Linked DNA regions of Mus musculus: region 2 is linked to region 1. A link is a contact called in public HiChIP or PLAC-seq data. All regions are on one chromosome and are shown on one strand. The core of a region is the stretch at or near the end of the contact, and the rest is flanking DNA. Distances in the headings are between cores, read along the strand shown. Region 1 holds the start of Adamts10 (a disintegrin-like and metallopeptidase (reprolysin type) with thrombospondin type 1 motif, 10). Region 2 overlaps Myo1f (myosin IF).

The links. HiChIP or PLAC-seq counts read pairs in DNA pulled down with a chosen protein or histone mark.
Region 2: an H3K27ac HiChIP or PLAC-seq map of embryonic stem cells shows a contact between it and region 1, with 8 read pairs. The contact joins the enhancer-like site here to the promoter of Adamts10 in region 1. A contact is called at or near these places in 1 of 15 datasets of contacts at CTCF or cohesin (large pre-B cells), 1 of 484 Hi-C or Micro-C datasets (female germline stem cells), 2 of 115 datasets of contacts at active chromatin or transcription factors (embryonic stem cells and forebrain) and 3 of 9 other capture datasets (adipose tissue, liver and pancreatic islet).

Annotation. Positions count from the first base shown.
Region 1 is chr17:33,522,631-33,525,419 of GRCm38.p6, reverse strand. Adamts10 (a disintegrin-like and metallopeptidase (reprolysin type) with thrombospondin type 1 motif, 10) reads right to left here and starts at 1,335. Exons shown (of 25, transcript NM_172619.4): 1 at 1,162-1,335.
Region 2 is chr17:33,598,649-33,601,437 of GRCm38.p6, reverse strand. It overlaps Myo1f (myosin IF), which reads right to left. Exons shown (of 28, transcript NM_053214.2): 22 at 242-387. Among named protein-coding and RNA genes, the nearest start is that of Zfp414, 29 kb to the left of the region's middle. Within about 2 kb of position 1,392, at least 4 of the 459 cell types and tissues checked have an H3K27ac peak or open chromatin away from gene starts, as enhancers often do. A contact at or near this core is called in embryonic stem cells, where this site is marked.

The DNA.
Region 1 (2,789 bases), core at 86-2,585:
GCTGGAAGAGGGAAAAGCCTCCCGGGAATGTGTGTGGCTCCATCACATCCTGGGGATCCTATAGGGACCAGCACTCCACACCTAGACTTTTGTAGGCTGTGCGGGAAACCCAGCTAAAGAGGTGGAGGCTTCTCAGTGGAGGACAGAGCTTCTTTGGCCAGGCATAGGCAGCCATCAGCCTGAGGCAGCAGGCTTCCTCCAGGCGCTGCACATCTGGCCTGGCTGCTGTGAGCACACAGACAAAAGGACCAGCCAGAGGGGAGGCCTAAGGGGAGGGGCTGCACAGGTCACCACTCCCATTACCACCAACCAGCTGTTAATTAAAGTGTGTCTCCCCCTGGTAGGGAGGCTCCTTGCTTCAGAGTTCTGTGGCATAGATGACCATCTGAGGGGAAGTAGCAGCCCCAGCTCCACTCTCACAGGCAGACACACAAACAAACACAATCACACTCTATAGGGCAACCCACACTTGAATAGCAGGAAGGCCTGGTTCACTAAACCCAAACACACACAACTACATACCTCCACACCTATGTATACAGAAACACATATTTCCACATGGACACCCAGACAGCCCATAAACCCAGACAAACAGGCCTATGTGCACAGTTACACAGTCCAAGACAAGCCACAAGCCTAGCAGCCTATACACGCTCATTTAACACAGAAAGTTAACACACACACATGCACAAGTTTACACATTCATAGCAGGGGGAACTAAGAAATTCTACAAACTCAGACACATATGCATGCAGGCATTTCCACTAATAACACTCCTGAGAAACGCAAATATTCAGAGACAGACACACTTGGCATTTACATGCACGAGAGGCATTTTTCTTACCCTCACTTAGGCAAACACTCAACACACCTCAACAGTCTGCCCACACAGTCGCTCCCAGATGCTGAAAGCCATAAGGTCATACAATCCGCAGAAGCACAACCATTTGGATACGTGGCTGACCTCGACCCCCGCCCCAAACCTGAGCCAACCCAAACAGGCAGTCTGTATCTGCAACACTTAGGGACATTCGGCACCAACACAGCACTCGCACAACGGGATCCGTCCAGCACATCTTGTCCCCGAGACACACAAAGTCACTTATAATCACTGCATTCCGGTGACTGCGCCGCCCAACTGGGTCCCCAGATCGCCAGTACCTGCGTGCCTGGAGCCTTCGGTCCGCTGTAGACGCACAGACTCACCGCCCGGCGCACAGGAAGGGAGGGAGCAAGCGCCCGGTGGCGTGGCCGGGGGAGGGGGCGCGGGAAGGCACTCACTTCCTGAGCAGCCTGCCAGGGTTATTAAAAAAAAAGAAAAACCAAAAAAAAAAACCCAAACCCCGCCCGCCGCTGCTGCTGCTTCCGCCGCCGCCGCCGCCCAGGGCCTCAGGCTGGACCCAAGCCAAGGACCCCGGAGCCCGGATTACCCCGCCTCGCGAAGGGCGCCCGTGTGGGTGGAGATGCTGAGGAGGAATTTGGGATGGGAGTTGGAGAAGGTTGGGGGGGGGGGTACGGGAGAGGGGAGGCTGGGGGCGGAGATAGAAGAAGGCAGGGGGTGTGAAGGGACAGAGGTGGAGAGTGGGGGAGGAGTGGACGCACACAGTAGGGGGATGGGGGGGAGGACGGAAAGGAGGGGTTAGGCGGGAAATTGTGAGGGAGGAAAGTTTGAATAGAAAGAGGTGGAGGAGATGGGGGTCCTGGAGAAAGGGGCAAAATTGAGTTGGGGGCTAGCGAGGGGGTTGAGACAAGGGGAGAGCCCAGTGCCTTGCCTCCGTTAGCCGAGTCAACAACAGCTGTTATTTATTGAGGGCTGGTCCTTGCTCAAGCAAACATTTATTGGGCGCCTCTCCGTGTGCCAGGCATGGTGCCCGAGGCTGAGTGAATAAATCTGAGTTGGGTCCCAGCCTTCACAAAGCTCCGGTCCGGGGGCTTTGATCTGCTTTGGCTCTGCTTTTGAGTTCACTTGCTTTAACTCTCTAGCAGTGAAGAGGACCTAGTCAGTTCCATTTTACAGATGTGAAAACTAAGTCCAGCCAGGGGGGCGTCATGATCATCTTTGGGACACAGTGTTTAAATCTACGAGGAGTTTGTACATGCAGGAGATGACCAGTGCAGTGGAGCAAAGCTGGGATTCCAACCAGCTTCAATCCAGGCCTGATTGTGGGAGTGTTCTACACCATTACCCCTGGTCTCAGAATTCCAAGATTGGCCCCCACAGTGGGCTTTGGCCTTGGCCTTGACCGACTCTGATTCTAGGTTTTCTTATCCTTAGAAATGGGGTAATGACAGCCTTTGTAGGGAGCAGGGGAGGAAGAGGGGTGGTTGTGGGAGGGAGCAGGAGAGTTTCAACCACAAACATTCCCTCTGTTCTGAGTTCAGCTAGGGATACAGGTAGTTCTCTGTCTCTACGTTGAACTTAGTCTTGAACTTGGAAATGGCATGTTAAGGGCTCATGCACTGTACGAAAAATTCCTATGGTGCCCGAACCCTCCTGCCCGGACCCAACTTCTCTGGACACCCTGCCAGACCAGAGGGGCTGTTAACTTTTACATACTGCAATCCCTAGAACCCATACCCACCCCTGGCCTCCACTAACCGAACTGCCCCTTGGGCCCCTTGGCCTGAGGCACCTGCCTTTGCTTTCTCAGGTTGTACTTCTGCTGTGGCTCCAGCCACCTGTCCCCAGTCTAGGGATGGCTTCCACACTCACCGTGAGAAGATTTTCAGGACCATTTGGAGCTGGGTGGCTTCAAACTAGATTCCAGGTCCTGCTACTTACCAGCTTT
Region 2 (2,789 bases), core at 143-2,642, 76 kb before region 1:
GTGGAATGCCTTTGCACAGACCTCCACTCATGTGCTGTGATGTGTGCCCCTTCCCCCAAATAAAATGTAATCAAATAGTTTGTTGAAGATCATGAAAGTAGAGGCAAGTGAATGTGGCAGGTAGCAGCAAGACAGCTATAGGTATAATAGCACCTAAAGTTACCATGGTAACAAGCAAGGAGGCAGCCCAGGAACACCTGACAGGTGGGTTACCACAGGACAGGTGGCTACTTGGCCTTACCTGAGAGACACCCCTCGGAGGGCCTGGATATCCAGTTTCTTCTTCAGGACTTCACGCACTAGACCCTTCTCTGGTCCCCTTTTCACCTTCTCTCTCCCAATCACATACACACACTTTGGGGTCAGGATCAAGTCCCGTTTGATAGGCTGCAGGAAGACAAAGCCAGAAGCTGATGGGTGGTCCCCAGGGGATGGGCAGCCTGGCCAGAGGATCAACCCTAGACAAGGGTGGAGCTTTCAGGGCAAGTGACTGGGAAATCTCTTTGTGTGTGAGTTGCTAAATCATGTAAGAAATAGAGTAAAGGTGAGGTTATATTGTTTAGAAAATGTATGTCAGGGCTAGTTGACAGGTAGAAGATAAAAGAAATACCTGATAGCTGTGTGTGTGTGTGTGTGTGTGTGTGTGTGTGTGTGTGTGTGTGTGTGTGTGTTGTGGAATGCTGTCTTCTGGGTATGACATGGCTGTTGCCCTCTGCAGCCAAATTTACCCTCAAGAGACTTGCACAAGATTGGGCCTACTAACTTTTGATTTCGGGCGAGGGACTCATGTGGCCCTGTCTTTCCTTGAAGATCTCTAGGCAGTTAATGGTTTGTGTGGGAGAATGGGAGGTATTTTTCTCCAGCTTATTTTAAGTTGCCAGTGCTTCTGTAAGTAACTAATCTCTGATCCACGTCTCTGGAAATAACCCAGAATAAACTTGTCCTGTCTCTGAGCTACACTTTGACGGAATCATTTCTTCGCTCTATCGTTAGTGTCCTATTTGGAGTAAAGAGACATTTTGTTAGTCTCTCTAGGAAAAGTTCACAAAACTGTATGCATGTGTATACATCTGTGCTGGGGATGGAAGCCTTGCATGCTAAGCATAAGAGGCCAAATCTACTCCATCTTGGTATCAGCCTCCATCTTAAAGAAAAAAAAAAAAAAAGCCTGAGAACTTGAACTGCAGCTGAACCCGAGCCGCACCCAACTACCAGAAAGGACTCCTTGGCTTCTCCTTAGCCCATACCGCAGATTTACTCCCTAGATACTTCCTAGCAACAGTTAATCAAAGATTAGTCTGATTGTTTCAGATGGACTTGCAGACTGGTTGTGACTAGATGTGGTCTTGCTTTAGATTGCCCACCTGTCAGCTTATTGTCATTCTATTAGATGCTTGCCAGGCTGGGTACCCCTCACTTGTTCCCATTTCCTAAAATAGATTGTCCTGCTGAGGGTTCAGGCTGCTCCGCCTTCCTGTTCTGATGTGTCAGGATTGGGCTGGAGGAGAGCCCAAGCCTGAGCTTGTAATAAAGAGACCCTGATTCGATTGCATTGGAAACAGCTCCCTGGTGGTTTTTTGGGATTCACAATGCTTCCTAGCAGACCCAAGCACACACTGAGCCACACGCCCTCAGCTCAGCTTTTGTAAAGGTATGGATTGAGGTCAGGTACTGGTGGCATACACTTTACATCTCAGTACTTTAGAGGAACCCTATCTTGGGGGAAGTGTGTGTGTGTGGGGGGGGAGAATATTGATGGCTTGAGTGATTGAATGCACATCACAGAGGCAGGTAAGAGCATATTGCCCAGTCTTTTGTGGTGGCACACACTTGTAATCTCAGGCCTTGGGAGGTTAGGGGTGGCACACACTTGTAATCTCAGGCCTTGGGAGGTTAGGGGTGGCACACACTTGTAATCTCAGGCCTTGGGAGGTTAGGGGTGGCACACACTTGTAATCTCGGGTGGGGCTTGGGAGGTTAGGGGAGGAGGATTGTTCATTTTAGGCCAGCCTTGGCTCAAAGGAATGAATAAAAGAAAAGACATGGTCACAAGTAAGGGGCATATGTGTATATGAACCACATGAATCTATGAGTTGTATAGGAAGGTGGGGTATGACGGTTAGTTATATTTTATTTTTACAGTTATTTATTTTGTGTGTATCTGTAGACATGGCATGGAGGTCAGAGAACAGCCTGTGGAAGTTGGTTCTTTCCCTCTACCAACTGGGTTCTAGGGATTGAACTCAGGTCTTCAGGGTTGTGAGCAAGCACCTTGACCTGCTGTGCCTGCCATCTTCCCATCTCATCTCATATATACATCCATACAACTGCATGTCTATAAGGGATTTTCTAGATTATGTTAATTGGTCATGACTATTAATGATTTCTGGAACAGTCAGGCGTGCACTTGTGAACAAGGCTTCCTTGACCTGGTTAGAGTGTTTATATAGACAGGGGCTTCAGAGTCAAGTTAAGGTACAATGGACATGTGTGTCTAAGCCAGGTGAGGGAAGTGGTCCTGGGGAATAGGGCTTCTGGATCAGGTGACTATGTCATAGTAGAGACATCTGGTAAAATGAGGGTGCATCTGATGTAGGTCTGTCTGGGTTACACAAGGACAGGCCTGAATGACAGCTCTATTACCGGCTGTGGGTGTGGGGCTGGGTGTGACAGTGCAGCGTGAGATGTTTCCTTTTCCTCCACCCAGGGTTGCATATAGCTCAGGCTGACCCAGAGCTCACTCTATAGTAGAGGATGGCCATGAAATCCTGATCTCCCTCCCCTCCCCC